2 separate regions of the Muntiacus reevesi genome follow, and region 1 is linked to region 2. A link is a contact called in public Hi-C data. All regions are on one chromosome and are shown on one strand. The core of a region is the stretch at or near the end of the contact, and the rest is flanking DNA. Distances in the headings are between cores, read along the strand shown. Region 1 holds the start of PEX3 (peroxisomal biogenesis factor 3). Region 2 holds the start of SF3B5 (splicing factor 3b subunit 5).

The links. Hi-C and Micro-C count contacts between places; a contact is called where the count stands out from the background.
Region 1: a Hi-C map of blood shows a contact between it and region 2, with 2.8 times the contacts expected there. The contact joins the promoter of PEX3 here to the promoter of SF3B5 in region 2. A contact is called at or near these places in 2 of 3 Hi-C or Micro-C datasets (blood and muscle).

Annotation. Positions count from the first base shown.
Region 1 is chr3:178,336,889-178,343,272 of mMunRee1.1, reverse strand. It overlaps PEX3 (peroxisomal biogenesis factor 3), which reads left to right and starts at 3,917. Exons shown (of 12, transcript XM_065931230.1): 1 at 3,917-4,155. The coding sequence starts at 4,083. ADAT2 (adenosine deaminase tRNA specific 2) reads right to left here and starts at 3,784. Exons shown (of 6, transcript XM_065931238.1): 1 at 3,608-3,784. The coding sequence starts at 3,703.
Region 2 is chr3:177,775,227-177,781,911 of mMunRee1.1, reverse strand. It overlaps SF3B5 (splicing factor 3b subunit 5), which reads right to left and starts at 2,725. Exons shown (of 2, transcript XM_065927763.1): 1 at 2,334-2,725; 2 at 2,018-2,231. The coding sequence starts at 2,618. The coding sequence ends at 2,358.

The sequences.
Region 1 (6,384 bases), core at 2,668-5,167, 560 kb before region 2:
ATGTCTCATGTTTGGTAATTCATTCCAGAGCAATAAAAGAACTATGGGATGGGGGTGAGAGGAAAATTAACCAAAGTAAGAAATAATTATACCTAGGAAAAAAGGATACTTACAATCATGAAGAGAATATATAATTCCATTTATTTAAAAGTACATATGTCAATAAATTTATAAAAATAAATTTCTTATGACTATGAATTATCTATATAGTCAGAAAAAGAAAACATTAAAATATTTTCATTTGGGAAAAAAAATACCATAAAGATATTACTGGGTCAAAGGAAAAGCTCAGTTTTAAGGCTTTTTTATACGTATATAACAAAGTTGCCTTCTAGAAAAGATGCCCCAATTTCAGCAACCAACTAACCAACTCCTCACACACACATCCTTATCTACAACAAGCATTACAAGTTTTTGACCTTTGCTAATTTAACAGCTGAAAAATTATGCTAAGTTGCTTCAGTCAGGCCTGACTGTGCAACCCTATGGACCATAGCTTGCCAGGATCCTCTGTCCATGTGATGCTCCAGGCAAGAATACATATCTTTTTTTTAATTTGAATGTAATCTATTACTAGTGAAACCACACATTTGTTAAGTTGTTCATTATCTGTGTTTCTTTTAGAAATAGCATGTTCATTCACATCCTTTGACTTTTTCAATATTAGGGTGTATATCTCTTTGCCAAGCTTCTTTATATATCAAGGTTATATCAAACCTGTCCTTTTATTTACGTTGCAAATATTTTCCCTCTGTCCTTTGCTTTGTTACTTTGTATCTTACTTTTTTACTTGTAGAAATCTTCAATATTTATATAACTAAAACTGATTCATTCTTCTTTTATGTTTTCTGCCTTCATCATATACTTTAAAGAATCCATCTCCATTCCAATTCCTCCAGGCCTTCGCCCAACAAACACTAACATCAATCAGCCGAACACTTAGTCCCTTGAATCAGTCATATAAATATGTCTACTCTGTCTGGGTGCTGCAAAAATGCTAGTATCCTCCCTATTATTATATGTACACCGGGCACCTCACTTTCAAATTCCTCAGAACACATTAGCTACCCCTAAATCTGGTACTAGCTATGCTTCTGGTCTGATTGTAAACTCTTCTCAGAAGTACACAGGACACTTTCTATTACTTCAACAAGTCTTCAAAGTAGTTTAAGATTTGAAGTTCCTTCAGTGGAGGTGGGCCGGGGGGTGGTTGGACAAAGTCCAAGATTTATCACAAGCATTCTTTTCCCTTTGTTTAAGACCTGGAAGAAACATTGTGTGTGTGAGTCGCTCAGTCGGGTCCAACTCTGTGACCCTGTGGACTGTAGCCCGCCAGGTTCCTGTGTCCGTGGGATTCTCCAGGCAAGAATTCTGGAGTGGGAAGAAACATATACTACTGACCAAAAAAAAAAAAAGGTGCAAACTAAGGACCTCCTTGACCCTGTGTAGATAAACTAGGTAATCACACCCTTAGGAGTTTATAGTCCAATTGTGGCTCAGATGGTAAAGCGTCTGTCTGCAATGCAGAAGACCTGGGTTCAATCCCTGAGTAGGGATGATCCCCTGGAGAAGGAAATGGCAACCCACTCCAGGACTCTTGCCTGGAAAATCCTATGGACGGAGGAGCCTAGTAGGCTACAGTCCATGGGATGGCAAAGGGTTGGACATGACTGAGCGACTTCACTATACTTTAAGAGACAAAAATGTCAAGGCCAGAGAGATCCTACAGACTACTAGGAGTTCAACCATCCCATTTAACAGAGTAAGAGGCAATACTCTAGGGGGATACAGTGACTTGCCCAAGGTCATATCAAATAGGTATACACTGCTACATTTAAAATGATTAACCAACAAGGATCTGTTGTATAGCACAGGGAACTCTGTTCAATGTTATGTGGAAGCCTGGATAAGAGGGAGTTTGGGGGAGAAAGGATACATATATATGTATGGCTAAGTTCCCTTGCTGTCCACCTAAACTATCAGGACATTCTTTTTTTTTTTTTAATAATAACATTCTTAATCAGTTATACTCCAATACAAAATTAAAAGTTTAATTTTTTTTTAAAAGGTAGTAGAAAGACTCAAATGTTCAGTCCAGAAGTCTAGAGAATAGTGTAGAGGATACGAAAGGAGAGAAAGAAAACACATGTCTGATACACAAAGGGGAAAAGTTCAATGGCCGAATAAACTTAGCTATTTCTAAAACCACTATTGAGTCCTCTATGGTAGGATCTCTCAAAATTTCATCTGTGCAAGCTCCCCATAAATATTCTGAGGAGAGTTCCTGGAGCAAATGAAAATAAATGGAAGAGACCAAAACTTTTCAGCATTTCCACATCCCCTGACCTCCGGGTCTCTTATCCATAGAAAGATGTAAATGCAGCTTAATTTGAGACATTTCAACCTTCACGTGCATTTACTATCATCCTCACGACTTATGCTGCCCAGCATATATTATTGAAATCATTTGGGGGAAGGACAGAAATTTTGATATCACATGAAAACTCCTTTTTTCCAGCTGGAAAAATTTAGTAACATAAAACGAGTTCAGGAATTAACTATTTAAAGCATATTTCAACATTAAAGTATCAAACAAAAATTTATGTGTCCTATAAGTTTAATGGGGAGAATAAATTTTGAAGTGGGCTGAAAGACTGCATCATGAAATCAAATCAGGTATGATGACCAACATTTGTTTTTCCAAAATGGAATGAAAGAGAAATACCAGGAAAACTGTGCTTAGGAAGGTTAAGCATCATTTTGTAAAACTTTTGTCTCAATTATACCTATGTGTATACTGGGCGTTTACTGGAATGTAACACAAAATAGATTTTTTCTTTTTAAACTGTAAGTCACTTACAGTTTAAGGGATCGCAAAAGTCGAACCCGACTTAGCGACTAAACCACCACCACCACTTTCAAAAAAGTATGAGAAACAAGTTTTTAAAAATATGCATAAATGTGCGTGTATGATTTATATACCTATACATATACGCCAAATGCACTTTTATCCTTATTAAAGAGTTCGCTGGCACACATAAGTACGGGTAAAGCTTGGGTTGTACACAAAGCTTATCAGAGCCCTCCTTAATCAGAGTCCTGAAGGGAGTGAGAGGAGAAAGTCAAAGGGCAAAGGTCAAGCGGACGGATGGACGAAAGAATGAATGAATGGTGGAATCTGCTCAGGGGGCTGTTTTTATCCTGCTCTCTACCAGAAACATCCTCAGCCTCCATCCTTCTCCTAGACAGGTTCAAGGGGTCATACAGACAAGATAATGGAAACTCGCGGATCTGCCAGGGTCCGCAGGAAAGAAGGGGACGCGGCACGCACGTGCCAGCAGCCCCGAATAGGGATGTTGACGCTTACTTCAAACCAGTGAAAAAGAAACAATTTCAGTATTTCCTCTCTTCCTTCCCTCACAGCCACTGTGAGAATGGACTAAAGAACATTTCAGGACAGTAAAAACCAGCTGTTTACCCAGAGATCGTGAGCACCGTCGAGATTACTGAGACCCAGAAAGCACCCCGGGGACGTTTACTCAAATGTTCGGTCGGGATAAGCCGGGGAAAGTTCCGACCCCGTGCGTCCACGCCCCGGCCCCCTCACCATCTGCATCGCCTGCTCCATCCACTTTGCGGTCTCCTCCGCAGACGCCGAGTACGCGCCATCGTTAGCCGCCGTGGACCCCGCCTTCGCCTCCATACTGCACCCGGGTCGCCTCGCTCTGCTGCAGAGGCCGCGGGGAAATAGGAGCACAGGCCACGGAACGCGGCGGATGCGGGCTGTCGTTTCCGGGGGAATCGAATGGTGAGGCACTCGGGAGTGAATTCTGGACGGACCTGGGCGCCCCGGACCAGTGAGCTGCGGCAGCAACAGAAAAGGGCAACTGCTCAGCTCTAGTCCACGCCCCCTTCCCGCTCCGGTAACAGTGTCAGCGGAAAGTCGCCTTTGTGATTTCTGGAGAGCACCGAGCAGGACTCGGCCGTCCAGCCCGGTCGTCCGTGCCAGGCGACAGAAAAAGGGTTTCCTGGTGGACCATCATCCCTTCCCTCTAGACAGCCCGCACCCCGGGGGCCTGAAAATGCTTAGATCTGCGTGGAATTTTCTGAAACGTCACAAAAAGAAATGCATCTTCCTTGGCACGGTCCTTGGAGGTGGGTGACAGCGTTCTTGGCAAGGCGCATTGGAAGAAGGGGGTGGGAGAGGGGTGTCTGGCTTCTAAAATAGAGGCGGAGAAACCACAGCCCAGGATTCGATCAACCATGAGACGGGGTATGGGGTGACAAACTTCGAAGGCTCTTTAAAGAAAGAAAGTGAAGTCGCTCAGTCGTGTCCGATCCTTTGCGACCCCAGGGACTGTCCCCTACCAGGCTCCTCCATCCATGGGGTTTTGCAGGCAAGAGGACTGGAGTGGGTTGCCATTTCCTTCTCCAAGGCTCTTTACATTTCTGCAGTTGTGAAATGTGTGCCCTTTGCCCTGCCACTGCCCCTTACTCTGTGTTTTTCGCCTTTTACTCACTGCCTTTGGGATAACCCACCTTAGTGTTTGGTGGTGGTGGTGGTGGTGGTGGGGATTGTTTGTTTGTTCCTTGGGTTCTTTTCTCTCTTTCTTTTTTTTTCCTCTTCTGTTTCAAGGCACCGTTCTCTTACACATTTTTTTTTTTTCTTATTGTCTTCTCTTGTTTTCCCATGAGATTTGCCACTCCCAGTGCTTGATTTGGCGTTCATCCTTCGCAGAAGTTTCACAATATTCGAGGAGAGTAAACTAAAGCTTGCACTTCGAGTCTTGTTTAAAGTGAATTCGAATTTTTTTTTTAAAACAGCACAGTTGTATTGAAGGACTGTGCTAGAAGGTATATGCTAGACAAAGAAAGACAGATCAATATTTTAGCTCTGTTCCTGCTCTTTTAGAACACAAACTATGTAGTAAACTAGGTAGTAAGAAAGTGCTTGCAGGATGCTGGGCAAGCAGGATCTTCAAGACTGGGATGAATTCCCACCTAATTCATATAATTAAGTTACCCAGGCTGAGAGGAGATTTAGAAACAGATTAGATAACAATCTTGAGAGCCTTTTCCTCATAAGATAGTCATGTCCTAATGAGTGGAGATCTAAAGGAAAGAACAGAATGTCTTGGGTGATACAGGAGAAAGAAATGCAGGAATGTTAAGAGGGGATTTTTAGCATTTGGGTGTTTTGAGAAATATTGTCACTAACTACATACTTTGGTTACAGAAGTAGTAAGAAGCAAAAGTTTCCCAAAGAATTTGGTTGTTTTTCTCTTACTACTGATTCTATTTTATGGCTCCCAAACAATTTGAAATTGACAGTACTCGTAGTATCAGTGATTCAGCTCTATTGATTCTTGAAAATTTGAAACAGGCTTCTTGTTAATGAGGCAAGGAGAGTGTTTTCCTTTTGTCTGAGGTCTATCACAAATCAATAATGATCAAGTATAAGTTTTTAGGGCATTTGAAAAATTCTTTACAGATAAAAACATATTTTTCAGTGTTTTTATCCACTGATATCTAATGTATATTTAAACTGTGCTAAAATTACTGAGTCCACTTATTTGTAGAAGCTAATGATTTCTGTGTGATGGAAGAAGTATAAATAGATTATTTTTGCCATGACTGAAGGTATCTTTAGAACCTAAGAAAAAATAGCATACTCCTTCAGATTTGTGGAACAACCTAATGGTGTATTAGAAATAATCATATGGGAAGCAAAAGAGTGCATTTAAGATACTTTTTCTTTTTTTAAATCTGTCAAGAGCTTTACAGGTACAGATTAACAGGAAAGAGAAAGGCGAGTGAGGGTGGGGGGCGGGGGGGAAGTTCAGAGGAACAGGAAAAGGAAGTAATTCTAGTATTTTATAGCAAAAAGGGATGTCAGTTTAAAAGGAAAAAAGAGTAGATGACCGTGACTGGCATTTCTTTGAGCCTCATAGTTTTTCTGCTTCAAGGGCTGGTTTTATAACATGGTACATATCAATTAATCTAATTTAAGAAACATTTATCCCTTGCCTATAGTGTTGAAGGGCTTCCCTGGTAGCTCAGTCGGTAAAGATCTACCTGCAATTCAGGAGAACTGGGTTTGATCCCTGGGTTAGAAAGATCCCCTGGAGAAGGAAATGGCAACCCACTCCAGTATTCTTGCCTGGAGAATCCCATGGACAGAGGAACCTGGTGGATTGCAGTCCATGAGGTTGCAAGAGTCGGACATGACTTACTGATTAACCACTACCATAGTGTTGCAAGTGATAGGATTGGAAATACAAGATTCACAGAGATTTTTTTAATAGTAATAGCTACCATTTTGGGGGTGCCCAGTGGGCCCTTATATGAAGTTCTGTTGAGTGGGGTTGATGGCAGGATAGCTAT
Region 2 (6,685 bases), core at 1,476-3,975:
CTTTGTTACAGCCCATGGATTTCTCACTGCAGCGGCTTCTTTTGCTGTGGAGCAGAGGCTTTAGGTGTACGGGCTCAGTAGTTGTGGCCTGCGGGTTCTAGGATGCACAAGCTTCAGTAGCTATGGCACACAGGCTTAGATGCTCTGCAGCATGTGGAATGTTCCCAGACCAGGGATCGAACCCTTGTCTCCTGTATTGGCAGGAGGTACCACTAGGGAAGTCCCGAAGTGGGTTTTTTCATACTTCAGCCAAAACTTCATATTCTAGGAGTTTGAATGCAGAAGCAGATAAAAGAACACAGCTGTCTTATATTAAGCTGGACATTGAAGAAGGGGGCTTCCCTGGTGACTCAGATGGCAAAGAATCTGCCTGCAACGCAGGAGACGCAGGTTTGATCCCTGGGTCAGGAAGATCCCCTGGAGAAGGAAACGGCAACCCACTCCAGTATTCTTGCCTGGAGAATTCCATCAATTAGAGAAGCCTGGCGGCATACGGTCCATTGGGTCGCAAAGAGTCAGACACAACTGAGCAATTAACACCTTTATATACCGACACTGAAGTCATATGCAAAGTTGTTTTTTTTTAAAAAAAAGACACTATCTTTTTCACTAAATTGTTTTGGAAAAGTTATTTTTCATGAAACATATTCTTGTTAACATGTAATGGTCTTTTTATTGTTATTTTATTGATTTATGTATGGTTGCACTGGGTCTTTGTTGCAGCATGTAGGCTTTCTTTAGTTATGGGTTTCTCATTGTGGTGGCCTCTCTTCTAGTGGAGCACAGGTTCTAGAGCAGATGAGCTTCGGTAGTTGCAGCACCCAGGTTTAGTTGCCCCGCAGCACGTGCAATCTTCCTGGACCAGGGATCAAACCTATGTCCCCTACAATGGCAGGCAGACTCTTAACTGCTGGCCCACCAAGGAAGTCCTCTTATTGTTATTTTAAAATGAATTACCAGGTATTTTAAATATTTCTCAGTTTTAATTTTTAATTTGGTGACTATCGACAGCTATAACCAAAAACAAAGGCTCTGTGGGAGTCTTCAAGAATTTTTAAGAATGTAATGGTATTCCAAGGCCAATATGCTTGAGACTCACTGATTTAAAATGTGTCAGATCCTATCACCTAATAGTCTTCCAATGGCTCCCCATATACTCAGGATAAAAGCCACAAGTCCTTACATAGGCCCACCAGGCTCTACTCTTATCTGTTCCCTCTCCATAAGCTATACCTCCACTCTCCCCCCGCTCATTCCCTTCAGCCATACTTGTTTCTTTACTCTTCATCCAATAAGCCATACACAATTGTCTTAGGTACTTTTCACTGGAAGTTTTCTTGGCCTGGAGAGTAATCTCCCCCGTTTCTGCATGCCTTCCTTAAAGTCTTTGCACAAATGTCACCTTCTCAATAGTCTAACACAAGGCAGCCTATTTAAACTGCAATGCTACTGTTACTCCATTCTCCACAGTTCCTTCTAACATTTGCTTTTATCTACAATTGATGCAGTGTGCTGCTCCCCCAACTAGTGTTAATATAAGCCCCTAAAGCATGGAAAATGCCTGTCACATAGGACTCAACAAATACTTGTTGAATGTTGAAGGAATGAAAGAATTCGTCTGACAGCTTGTCAAGTCTCAAGACACATCCACAAAGTCCCCAAAGAGCGAATGCAATCTGCAGAGAGAGGACAACGCCAGCAAAGATTTTCTTTCTTTCTTTTTTTTTTTTTGAATGAAAGAAAAAGAAGGGATACCATGATCACATTTTTCCATACTGAAAGCGTTATGGGCCTGAAAAAAGCTCTTGGGAAAAGTCTGGGTTGGGGAATGTTATAAAGGTTATGCAGGGAGCATTTAAGTGTCTGGCAATGAACGCTGGCCCTGAACTACCTACCCAGCCCCTTGCTAACCCTCCCCTTGTTTATCCCTCCTATTCTCCCGCCTCCCCCAAAGCCACAGTCCCAAAGCCCTCCCTGGAGCCCTCCACCAGAACATATGTAGTCCACACCAAGAGACTGAAACATTTCTAAACTTTATGTAAAAAGCAACAATCAACTAGCCGAAAACGAGCCTCTAAATCCCGTCTCACTCCAGTGCCGTCTTCTCTAAAGTTTGCTCCACGGTCCAGTCACAGTTCTCAGAGGTCCTGACGGTCTCCCAACGCTGTGTTCCACAGGAAAACAGGGTCCACAGGAAGGCAGGTCATGCGGGACGCCCTGGGTAAGCACCTCTGTGGAAGGAAAGCACGAGAAGGAGAGACATGGAGAATCAGTTCACTTAAGAACAAGCGAGAATGCAGGCAAACCCGGGGAACTCAGGGACAGGTACTCACGTACAGCAGTGATACCGCGGGGACTCAGTTCTCCTCCGGCTTGTCGGCTGGCGGGCCGCAAGGCTGCAGCATCTTCTCCATCAAGTTGAAGCGGACTCGTGCTTTGCTCTCATTCTCGGCAATGGCGAAGTAGTTGAGAAGATCGAAGTGGCCCATGTAGGAGCAGTAGGAGTCGCGGTGCTGGTTCACCAGCCATTCCCACTTCGTGGTGTCCGCGTGGCCGGTGCCGATGTACTTGGACTGCAGATGCTCTAGCTGGCTGTGAATGGTGTAGCGGTCCGTCATCTCACCGCTTTTCCCTTTGCGCCCAGGTGAGAGGCAGCCGACTACAGGAAGGCGCTCTGGGACTTCAAGCGGGACTGCGGAACTTCCGCACCCGCGCGGTCGCAGGCGGATGGCGTCACAGCGACGAAGCCGTGCAGATTTGCCGTCCCAGGACTCAGAGGCGGAAGCGGAAGTGTAGTCTGTCACCGAATTGGAGTTGCCTAGGCGACGCTACAAGTAGGCCGCCCCTGTAGAGAGTCCCGCCCCCTTCACAGAGCGTTGCATGCTGGTCCTTTTAGTGGCCCTTTTCTGAAAGGAGCTTTGCATGCTGGGACTTGTGGTCTATGAGGGCTGGTAACTCAGGCTTTTTAGGAACCCTGAGAAATGTTTAAAGGGTTTCCCTGGTGGCTCAGTGGTAAAGAAACCGTATGCCAATTCAGGAGACATGGGCTCTAGCCTTGGGTCGGGAAGATCCCCTGAAAAAGAAAATGGTAACCCACTCCAGTATTCTTGCCTGGGAAATCCCATTGACATAGAAGCCTGGCCGGCTACAATCTATGGGGTCGCAAAAAGAGACACAATTTAGCGACTAAACAACAACAAGAAATGGAGAGATGTTTAAAAGGATGTTGGCGGCTTAATGGAGGGAGGTGTCTGGAAGGCAAGAGGCATGCTCAGGAGGTTTGGGGCCAAATGGAAATGAGAAACTCTCCAGGACAGGCAGGAACTGGGAATATGAACTCCTGGTATGACCCCGCTTTCGGAGCTAACGAGGCACAGTGGTAACCCGTTCACAACCGTGAGTGGGTCACCTTGAGGTCAGGAGACGCAAGTTCTGGGCCCAGCCACCTTTTACAAGTTGTGTGGAAAGTTATTTCATCGCTTGCAGGGCTGCCGTTTCTTGCCTGGTCACCAAAGTATAGCACCAGTTCCGACACGTTCGGGCGCCTGCATCAAGCCGCTGCTTCCTCTTGAGCTTCTAATTTTGATATTCTCCCTTCAACTTCTCACCCCGCCCTACACGCCCTCAGCCTATAAATCTTTCTCAACGTTCTATGCTGCTCGCCTCCCCAGATCTCCGTTCCTGCTGTTCCCGCTGCTTGGAATGTTTTGTTCCCCCTGGCAAACACTTTTCTCTTTAAGTCACCTCGAAAGTATCTCCTTGAAATTGACTGACTACACCAGACAGATGGAAATTCTTCCTCTTTACATCTCTATGTTATTATCACTTTAAATCCAACTTTTGGTTTAAAGAACTTCCTCACACGAATACAAACTACTTAAGAAAAATTGTTTGCGTCTGTTGATGATGTATCATATGCTTCTTTTATGATATCCTCATAGCCTGACAGAGAATGTTTCTCTAAAAACTTTTGATGAACGGATAAACAACTGTATGGTAGCCATATAGAAAGAACTCTTTACGGGGTGAAAGACAACTTTAAAATACTTCTATTCTGGTGCAAAATGGCAGTTACGTAGTACCAGTAAGTCTAGAGAGGTACAGCATGATGATTATGGTTAATGCTATACTGAATGTCGAAATTTTCCAGAGAGTAAATTTCAGGTGCTCTCGTGAGTTTGAGTAAGCACAGGAGATGGTGATGGACAGGAAGCCTGGCGTGGTGCCCTCTATGGGGTTGCAAAGAGGACTGAGCGGCTCAACAACTCTAATGGGAGGAGATGCATATATTAATTAGCTTGACAGTAGTAAACAACGTTTCACTGTGTATACGTATATGAAATCTTTTTGCACCCCTTAGATACACGCAGTTGTTTTTTTTTTTTTAAGAAAGATTGAAAAAAGAAAATGACACAAATATTCTTAAAGCATCAAATAAGTGTATCAATAATGAAAAAAAAAATGTTACCCCTTCAGTTCAAACTTTGTTACAACAAATGTTTCCTTCCTAAAACCTAGAAACTAATATAAGGCATGCTTGTGGATTTACCATCCAGATGTATCAAACTTGGCCTTTTGCCATTTTTGCTTCCAACTTCATTATTTCGTTTTGGCTTTGTTTTTTTAAAGAAATAAACTCGAAAAGTTCTCTGTATTGATGTCCCTAACTTACTCACTTTAGGATCCTATCTTGAGTTTAGAATTAATCATTCCTGAGCCCATGCTTTTGACTGCTGCAAGTTTGTATATCCATAAACAGTAGATGTCTTTTTTTATGCATGTTTTAAAGCTTCATAAATCTCATGGACAGAGGAGCCTGGTGGGCTACAGTCCATGGGGTTGCAAAAGAGTCGGACACCACTTAGCGACTAAACAATGACAATAAATGACACAGATAAACATGTGTACTGTTATGAAAGTTGTTTTTTTTCCTTGTCAGCATCCTTGTTGATATACATAGCTATAGCTATGTGTTTTATTTAGCATTTAAAAAAATGTGTTTATTAACCTGTTGTATTCTTGTTTCTGTGAATTGCATATTCTTATCCTTTGCCCATTTTCTTATAGGGATGTTTGTCTTTTTCTTACTAATTTTTAAGGAGATCTTTAAATATTCAGGATACTAGACTTGCCACTTGCATGCAATGAAAAATTTTTTTTCCAGTCTAGGGTTCATCTTTACTCTTTATTTATGGTATGTTTTGTTATACAGAAGTTAATTTTAAAGTAGTCAGATGTATCAACCTTCCTTTATGGTTTGTCCTTTTTGTATTTGGTTTGAAAAATGAAATTTAAAAAAAAATCCTTTTCTACTCCAGGACCATAAAAAACAGTTTTCTTAATTTTCCTGTAAAAGTTTTAGAATTTTGCTTTTTCATATTTAGAAACTTAATTCACCTGGAAGGTTTTGTTTCTTTAGGGATCTAATTAGAAGGAAATGGCAATTGACTCCAGTATTCTTGCCTGGAAAATCCTGTAGACAGAGGAGCCTGGCAGGCTCTACAGTTCATGGGGTCACAAAGAGTAAGACATGATTGAGCACATAAACTCAACTCAACTCATATGGCTAACTAGTTAAATATGTTTCTGTATGGCTAACAGTGATAACCAGTCACTCACTAAGTAGTACATCCTTTCCCTACTCACCTTTAATGCTTCTGTTGTATATGTAGGTCTGTTTCTGGGCATTATGTTCTATTAGTCTCTTTGCTGTGCCCATACCAGTAACACAAGATCTTAATTACTGTATCTTTATAATAAGTCTTGATATCTGACAGCGTGAAATTCTGTAGAATTTCCTTCTTTCATAAATGTCTTCACAATTCTTGATCCTTTACTCTTCCACATGAATTTAGACTGTCAGTAAAATCCTCATAGAAATTGTGATTGAGTAGTTAAATAAAGCCATGAAAGTTAATATTATTTGCATATCATTAAGAATGATTCTAAGGATATGAGAGAAAAACCTCAAATTCGAAGACCTTTGGAGCTAGATAGAAAATATTTATATGTATTAATTAAGACCCAAGGTGTATAAGTTTGCTACAGCTGCCAAAACAAAGTGCCACAAACTGGATGACTTAAACAATAGAAATTTATTTCCTTCCAGTCCTGTAGTCTGGAAGTCCCAAGATCAACGTGTTGGCAAGATTGGTTTCATTCTGAGAACTCTCTCATTGTCTCACAGATCTCATCTTCTCTCTGTCTGCACATGGTTTTCCTCCGTGTTTCCGTGTCCTAATCTCCTCTTCTTAGAAAAGCACAAGTCATACTGAATTAGAGTCTGGTCATAACACCTCATTTCACGTAAAGGCCCTATCTCTAAATGCAGTCACCCGTAAGTTACGAGGGGTGAGGACTCCAGTGTTTGTTTGAACTAGGGTGAGGGGTAGTGAGGTTCATCACTGTTTTATACAGTGATGTGGAATATATGAGAACTTTTGAAAACGTAATTTGTGAAAATAATATAAGTACATGAGAACTTGTATTTGTTGTCAAACAATTGCAATACTTAAAAGCAAAACTGAAGAATTATGTTGAAAGTTATGGTATAAAATATTTGAGAGTAAAAATTTGGAATGAAGTTCAATTTTATCTAAAAACCTCTTAAAAATGACTGTGAAAATTTGCTAGACTAGTAAATAGTTTAGGATTTTTTGCTGAGCTTGAAAGTTTAAGGAGGGCT